3 separate regions of the Mus musculus genome follow, and all the other regions are linked to region 1. Evidence: chromatin contacts called from public Hi-C data. All regions are on one chromosome and are shown on one strand. Each heading gives the region's core, a stretch centred on a gene start, on an enhancer-like site or on the middle of the called end of the contact. The rest is flanking DNA. Distances are from core to core; before and after follow the strand shown. Region 1 has its middle 160 kb from the start of Gm40538. Region 2 overlaps Nrxn3 (neurexin III). Region 3 overlaps Nrxn3 (neurexin III).

Region 1 (2,700 bases), core at 125-2,624:
CTCCTACGCTGGCTCATCAAGTCTCTGAACTTTACTCTGCAGAGGATGATGATCTTACTGCCTCCTTCTGAGAGGAGCTACCTGCTGGCCACCAATATGCCACTTGCCCGGTGTCCTTCTATTTTGAGCTTCTCTCTGTGTATGAATTGCTGTTTAGCTGTCCAAGCTTCAGCTGCTATCTAACATAACCCAGGACATTTGTTCTTTTTTTTTTTTTTTCTCATGAATCTCTGGTGAATCAAAAGGCTCAGGGTATAGCAGAAGTAAAAAGAAAGATTATCAATCAGTCTTGCAAACTCCATACATTGATGTCAAAATTTTATAGACACATTAACTAAGACCCAGAACAGCAAATATGCCACATAATTTTTCACAGAAAATTATTATGTGCACACAAAAAGGTATAAACTAGGGTGCCCACACAGTGAAAAATCCTAAACTCGTTTTAGTTTTATCTTTGATTGAAATGTGTATGTAATTCAAAATTTAAGTTAAATTATGCACATAGTCTAGGAAAAAATCAGGACCAAGACAGAGAAGTGATGGCCTCACAGAAAGAGAGACAGTGTCAGCACAAGATGGACATCTTCTCTCTTCTTCTGCATTACCTATAGGGATGTACAAGCAACATGAGAAGCTCTTTATTCAACATACCTATGATATAAAAATGACTGTTACCTAAAAGTAGATGGGGGCTGGTTAGGTGGCTCAGCAGGTAAAGGCACTGGTTACTGAGTTTGATGACCTGAGTCCCTTCCCAAGGACCCACATGGTAGAAGGAAATAACCAACTCCTGAAAGTTACTCCTGACCACATGCACATGGATCATGTACCCCAAAATACACATAAACTGGTATGCACACACACACACACACACACACACACACACTGGGCTTTTAAACTGGTTTTCAAGTAGTCATCAATGAGGAAGATTCATCTTCCCTGTGGTTACTCTCAATGCCTATGGAATATGAACACATAGCAGATTCATATCTGAGGCTTCACAAAGAGTCTTTTTACCCCCTCCAACTTTTCTCTAGATCCTACAAAAGACACTATCCTTCTTCCTCTGTTCTCATTTCTTCCTAAAAGTTGTCACCCTGTGCTTTGCCTCAGGTATGTGCCAATGTATTTACATGTTTGTGTGTGTATGTGTATGTGTGTCTATGCATGTGCATGCGCGCGCGCACACACACACACACACACACACACACACACACACACACACACACACACATTCATTTGTAGCTCATCTGCTGGTGTCCAAGAAAAGCTTGAATTTTTTTTTTCTTCTTGCCTCTCAGCTTGGAGCCTTTGTACAAGAAATTCTGACAGTGAACACTGCCTACCACTAGAGAGCAGCCCAGGCCAACGATTTCCTGGGCAAAAAACCCTCTGTCTAACAAGTTATTTTCAAAAGGTTCAGGTTCTCTTAGTCTTCTCATGTCTTTCTCTGGGCAAGACACTCCTAGTTCCCTTCGCAAGGAATACTCTCTGTACCTGTTCTGATGTCATGGGAAGCTGAATACCATGCCAATTCCACTAGAAATGTCATTGTCAAAAACATTCATTGTTGAGGTCTCCCTGCTTTTAAGCATTGACGTGTGTCAATTATGAAAAAAAAAAAAATGGAAGTGGGGAGAAGGTTGTGTTTAAGAAAAGAACCACTTGATTTCATGGGGAAATAGAGCAAGATCTTCACGGATTCTTCCCAAGCTTTTTCTATTGAGAACAAAGGGAGCCAGGCAAAGCCAGGCAAACCTAAGCAGGGTCCTATCCATGCCTTTGGACGTGGCTTATTCCTATGGAAACTGATTTATTTTTCTTACATTTGTGAAGAGAGTAATTGTGTCCCATCCGGACTGATTGTTAAGCTTCAATAGGCCAGTGTCTTCATTCCTTAATTTACTTTAATGAACACAGAAAATAACTATTGCTGATTGTCATGTCATTGTACAGGAAGAACTCTCCTGTCTACTGTGCAGGGAGATGAAGGTGCAGAGAGAGCTTTTGGAAACTGATGTAGGAGAGTCTCCTTCAATCTAGATGCAATTTAAGGTGACAGTTAGTGCTGTCTCTGTCTCTTGCCTCAGGGGTAACCTCAGGCAAATGACTCAAATTTACCCTCAACCTTGGTTTCTTCTCTTTTTTTGCAAGATGCAAGTCCTAACTGTTCTCATCAGACAGGACCTAGGATTAAATGTAACAACATGTGGAAAGTGTTTAATAAAGATTGACTGTCGCTGCTCAAAGAGCCCACCACATTCCAAGATCCCTGCTGACTTCTCCTTGCCTTATTCATCTTGCCGTTTTATTTCCATTTATCCAATTTCAATTTTAATTTTGTTAAATATTCATTATACATGTGTTATGTTCCAGGTATAATAGAATGCAGCACCTCAAGAGGCTAGTGTAGCTTACCAAAGAGAAAAGCTGTCAGAACGAATACAAAGAGAACATGTTTCACATTTCCCTTTAAAGGTAACACACAAGGCAGACTGTGTTTATGGTCAGAATTGTTTTCGGGAATATCTTGGAGATATATATCATATGTGGTTTTAACTCTTTTTATCCAGTATTGTTTGAGGCCTAACTTGATTTTTTTCACAGTCATTTTTAATGTTACATCATGAATACCCTGTGTGAACACCTAGTGATATGGACCACACCCAAGCTGTGATGGAGAATCCTTTACTTGAT
Region 2 (2,700 bases), core at 152-2,651, 1.0 Mb before region 1:
TTACTGTGTATGGCTGAGAAAAGTTCATTCCAAGTTCATTTTTTTCTCCCTGATGTGAACTAAGTTCTGCTACTGTTGCCCGGCTCTAGGCAATTATCATGAAGAAATTCCAGGGAGCCCAGAGGACCTTTCCTTCAAATACCTGTTCACCTAGAGTGCTTGAGGCATTCAATACTATTAGTTCCTGCATCCCTTTGAAATATGTACATTATTTCATCTTTATGGGAACACAGTTTTGACCCTTGGAGTGTATAGATAATCTCCCCTGCAGTATAAGAAAATTTTGACCTTAAGCAAATATTATAGAATTCTGGACCCCCAAATTTTATGTAGCAAAGGCTTGAGGGATGTGTACTCTCATTTTAGGTTTCTCGCTTTCTACTCCTTCTTCCCTTTAACTGCAATTTCCAGTTGGCTGTAAGAATTCTCAAGACATCAGTACTACATTTTCTTGCACCGTATTCTCATAATTTTGTGAGAGCTTGTGCACACTGAAACGCAAAGCTCCGGTTCCTTACTATACCTTTTGCTCACAGTTGACCTGGGTCATCTTTGCTGTCAGTTGCTTGTATTGGGCTTAAGCTTTCAGGTGGAATGATGCTAATACAGGTCAGTTCTGTTCCATCCAGGGGATTATGTCCCATCAGGCAGCCTTGGCATTCCCCTTTGTTAAAGAACAACAGAAGGCAAGATAAAGTGTTTGATGATTGGATTAAGGGGGATGAACTTATAAATTGTGGTCATCTACCCCCTCACCCCCCGAGAAGGTAGGCATAAGGTAAAGTATGATTTGCTTCTGTGTTAATCCTATGATTTTCTGGTCCCATGGCTTAGAAAGTTGAGGATTTGTCAAGTGGCTAAAGAAGGACAACCCAAGGTTACATAGATTCGATGAGTTTGTTTAGAAGTTCAGAAAATAAACCCTACCACTTTTAGATATCTGCATAAGGAAGTATGTTTCAATATTTTGGGGTCTCAAGAAAAAAACTATTTCTCTTTAAGAAATTAAAAAATATTCCTATGAATTAATCTATTATACTCTGTCACCCAAATTAAAATAGCCATACTATTTTTTTTTAAAAATCATGACTTAATTTTAAGATAATGAGGAAGTTCAAGTATACAGAAATTAAAGAAAATCGTCTTTGCCATGGTAGTAAGTGTAAATGTTTTGTTTTATTTAATCAATTTTGCAATTTATAACATGGAAATTATATGCAACTATAAACAAATGAATATTTGAGAACCAGCTTCCATCTCCAGCCCCTCCCCATTTTTGTTTTCTTTAATGAAATCCACATTGTAAGTTAAAGTCTTTCCATTGGTGCTGGTGGTTCAGGGTGAGTGGGATGCTTATCATGGGGACTTGCTACTTACACGCATGATTAAATTCAGTTGTCAGGTTTGGACAGGAGAGATCCCCTCCTCTTCCCCAGGAAGTCTGTAGAGAAGGGCTGGGATGGAGAGGATATTCATTTTCCAGTTTATAGAAGAAGGGTCCATCCATCATGATCAAAGAAGAATATTTCATGCCGTCCACCTCTGGTGAGGGCTGCAATAAATATTCTATCCTCTCCCCAACTTTGTTTCCTGCTCTGATTAAAATTCACCTTATAAACAGATAGGATGGCTTGAGATTATGAAATCAAAACACACAAGAATTATTCAGTCTCTGTTGCTCATTTTCTCCTCTGTGAATAATTTCTGCTGACAGGTGACCAGTGAGGCCATCTGTCTCTTTATTACACAAGCCTGTGGTGGGTCCCGTCTCCTCTGCCCTGGAGTTAAATGAAGGTTTCTTTGACAAGAGAATAATATAGGCCAGCAAATGTAATGCGATTTTAGGACATTCATGATTTCTTTTTAGGAATATGAACACAAATATTTTCTTCCTATGATTGAAATGTAAGTATTTCTTAAAGATTCAGGTAGATACATATCATTAAAATAACCCAACCATTCTCAGTATTAGGAAGTCTAGAAAAACTACTAATGTTTCAGAATTTGTAGTGTCATTTTCTTTGAGTATTTCATTTATTTTGATCCATTCAAATGATTCATTGGGGGGGGGATGTCTATGTCATAATAGATTGCTTTATTGTTCAACATAGCCTCTAAATTTGATTAGGAAAATGAAATCTACGAAGTACCTCAGCTATAGATTTTGGAAAAAAATGATTTGAATGTAATGTTCACTTCTCTTTCTGTGTTAGTTCAGAGGGAAAGGATTTTGATTGTTTGTTTGTTTGTTTGTTTGTTTTAAAAGACAACTGTAAAACTAACAAACTATTCACCCACCTATTCATCACCATTTTGGTCATATCTGCACTTCACACATGTTATCCCTAGAGGAGATTATCCAGTGCCAATTGGAGGGGAACTCATCCCTAGACTGATAATGTTCTTCCGGTTATTTGTTGAAGTTTGCCAAATGACTAAAGACTTACGGAGTCCAGACAGGGAAGCCACTTTTCCCTTAGTGGAAATCTATTTTTATGATTCCTGTTCTACCATATGAATATAATCAGATAGAAATTAGAATGTACTAGCTAAGAAATGAAATAAAACTTATAAGAAACACTTTGGGAAACTTTTCTAAGACTTCAGACCACGGCAGACTAATCTATTTCCTCTTGATTCTGTTTATAGTCTTTCATTTGATTACCATTACCTCAACAGAGAGAACTGAGATGTAATCTT
Region 3 (2,700 bases), core at 150-2,649, 1.1 Mb before region 1:
GGCTTATAATTGTCAGTCATATGAAAAAGCAACCAATTGTGGTTCAAAAATTAAGACTGGCAAAAGAAGGTAACCTCTCTTTCAGAATTTGATGGATAATTGTAATTAGTCAGGTGATGATCCTGAGTCTGCAGCCTAGCATCCAAGCACACATTATGCTGAAATCATATCCATATAAGGAAATAAACTCGAGGCAGCATGGGGCAATTACATGGAACTCTACTGGCATCTGAGCTGGCCTCTGATCTAGCCTTGACATTAACTCCCTGCAGGATGTTTAGGAAGCCACTTGCTATTCCTGACCCTTGTCTAATACAGGCTGCAGTCACAGCTGTCGCCCCCAGTGCCTCCTGTGAAGAGCAAGACAGTTGGACAGTCAGAATCCTAGGGTTTAATACAATCAGTGCCAGTAAATGGTTTTATGCCTTCGGGATAGATATACAAAATCTCATTTTCTTCAATTCCCCATCTTTCAATGTGAACTTCTGTTATTTTTAAGGCCCTTTCCATCATAAATGTTATGTGATAGTGAGTCCTAAACTTTAATTGATGAGTCTGATCTTTATTACCTCTGTAATTTAAGTGTAATTTTAGTGGAGTATAGTGTGTGTGTGTGTGTGTGTGTGTGTGTGTAGAGACAGAGACAGAGACACAGAGAGACAGAAATGGAGAGACAGAGACAGATCAATCTACATGGAGGAAAACACACAGCATATATCCATTTAGCATTGGATGTTGCGATAGCTGTTTTACAAGTATCAATTCATTTAATCCCCAATAATTCAATATTCTTTCAAAATAAATGTTCCTATTGTCACTTTACTGAAGAGGAATGGGATATTAGAGCTGTGTAATTAAGCTTCAAATTCACATCTGTGTGATTCCAAAGAAGGAAGCAGTTTGCTGCACTTTGCAATCCATCAAAAGAAAATGATTTCTCTTCCAGTGCAGGCAAACTATAGGGAAGTGAGGAAGGGCGAGGTGGGGAATACATTTCAGGATGTCTACCGTGGTACTTTGTCTCTTCCCTCCTAGAAAAGAAGGTATGCAGAGTCATACCAATTATCCCATATCCAATTCCACAGAGACCCAAATCAGTCTTTGGAAATAGCATCTGACCTACAGACCATCAGAGTAGCTTAATGGTATAAAATTAATGTAGAAAATGAGATGAAAGAAAAAAAAAAGATTATGTTGTTTAGAAGCCACTTTCAATCTCCATTAATTATTCAAGCTGTCCCCATGAGCTGTGAGGTCAAACAGGGGCCTGCAAATGCTATGGTGGTGAGTAGCACTAATTCTTTTGGATTTGGCTGGTTAAAATCCCAGAAAGGCACAATTTACAGCATGTTGTGAATAGAGGCCACTAGGTGGCACTCTCACCCCAATCTCGCTTAGCAGTGTGTGCCTTTCATTTTCCTGGAAAAACACAAAGAACACAAAGATTTGCAGAACTAAGGGTACAATAATCCCTTGCCTTGATCATTGTTCTTTTATAGAACCTTTGGAATAAAGGCAATTACATGCTGTGCTTTCTGTTAGTCCCAACAATTAGAACACAGGGCTAAAGCGTGGAATGTCCAAGCCATCTAGTAATTTTATTTGAAATTAATAAATCCTTTCACTTTCTGCCATACCTCCTACCTCAATGCTGGTGGCAGGCAGCAGCTACAAAGAAGAAAGGAATTTGGGAGAGGTAGAGAGTTAGTGTCTTTGTCTGGTATTTTTGTTGTTGTTGATGTTTTTTTTTTTTTCTTTTTTTTCTTTTTTTTTTCAAACAGTGAAAGCAGGTTTGGGAATTTACTTTTAATTTAGAGAATTCGTTAAACCAGGTTGTGAATCTAAAATATACATAGACCCCCAAGTTATAAATGGTGCCTTACTGGCTTACTTAGTAATCCCTTTCATGCCATCGAAGGTCCCCCAGTGTGACAAATTTCTAACTAGTCTACACAAATGACAGAGAGTAGGCCAGGCTCACATGTTACCAAAGGCCAGGAAAGAATTAGTTTCCAACCTGGTGTTTTTCACTTATTATCATATAATTATATTCTTAGAAAAGTATTAAGTTCAGTTGACAGTTAATAAGGCTTGATTGATTGACTGGGCTGGATTTCTATTATGAATAACAAATTAAAAGAATGCCTTTCTTGGTTTACACTCCTCAGAGCAGCGACCTGATGTGCTAAAACCACACACTTGGCATGGAACTTCTCGCTAGTGTAAAAACTCACCCCACTTCTGCCCAGTTGACTTCTCTCTTCTCCACCTACACTTTAATTTGTCAAAGATTCCAAGAAATCATATTATACAGGTTAATAAAAGTTGATAAAGTGAGCATAGGAAAGCTTTGGTCAAATGAAGCTCTTCATTACAAGATTCATGGGGCCCCTTTGATAAGCTAATGCACATTGCTGTTCACCAATAATTAGATATGCATCAATTGCTTTAGATTATTTTTAAGAATAAGGTATTTTATGATATGGCATGCTTTTAAAATGTGCTGAACACCTGATGGAAAATGTTTAGATCAAGTGAGGCTGGAGAATTGTGACATAAATGTGAAAATTCCCCAACTGGGCCTTTTTAAGTCCTCCTTTTCTTCATATTCTCATGTGTTTGGAAGTCATGGGCAATCTAATGCTTTCTCCTGGCATTTCCCAATATTATTATTACTAACATAATTATTATCATTACTAT

What was found. Hi-C and Micro-C count contacts between places; a contact is called where the count stands out from the background.
Region 2: a contact with region 1 is called in a Hi-C map of cerebellum, with 4 times the contacts expected there. The contact joins two enhancer-like sites. A contact is called at or near these places in 10 of 484 Hi-C or Micro-C datasets (brain, cerebellar granule neurons, cerebellum and 5 more) and 1 of 115 datasets of contacts at active chromatin or transcription factors (astrocytes).
Region 3: a Hi-C map of cerebellum shows a contact between it and region 1, with 5 times the contacts expected there. The contact joins two enhancer-like sites. A contact is called at or near these places in 12 of 484 Hi-C or Micro-C datasets (brain, cerebellar granule neurons, cerebellum and 6 more).

Annotation. Positions count from the first base shown.
Region 1 is chr12:90,565,172-90,567,871 of GRCm38.p6, forward strand. No RefSeq gene overlaps it. Among named protein-coding and RNA genes, the nearest start is that of Gm40538, 160 kb to the left of the region's middle. Within about 2 kb of position 1,375, at least 5 of the 459 cell types and tissues checked have an H3K27ac peak or open chromatin away from gene starts, as enhancers often do. A contact at or near this core is called in cerebellar granule neurons and cerebellum, where this site is marked.
Region 2 is chr12:89,552,005-89,554,704 of GRCm38.p6, forward strand. The region is part of intron 14 of Nrxn3 (neurexin III); the gene reads left to right. Among named protein-coding and RNA genes, the nearest start is that of Gm40537, 580 kb to the left of the region's middle. Within about 2 kb of position 1,402, at least 4 of the 459 cell types and tissues checked have an H3K27ac peak or open chromatin away from gene starts, as enhancers often do. A contact at or near this core is called in cerebellar granule neurons and cerebellum, where this site is marked.
Region 3 is chr12:89,503,947-89,506,646 of GRCm38.p6, forward strand. The region is part of intron 10 of Nrxn3 (neurexin III); the gene reads left to right. Among named protein-coding and RNA genes, the nearest start is that of Gm40537, 530 kb to the left of the region's middle. Within about 2 kb of position 1,400, at least 9 of the 459 cell types and tissues checked have an H3K27ac peak or open chromatin away from gene starts, as enhancers often do. A contact at or near this core is called in cerebellar granule neurons and cerebellum, where this site is marked.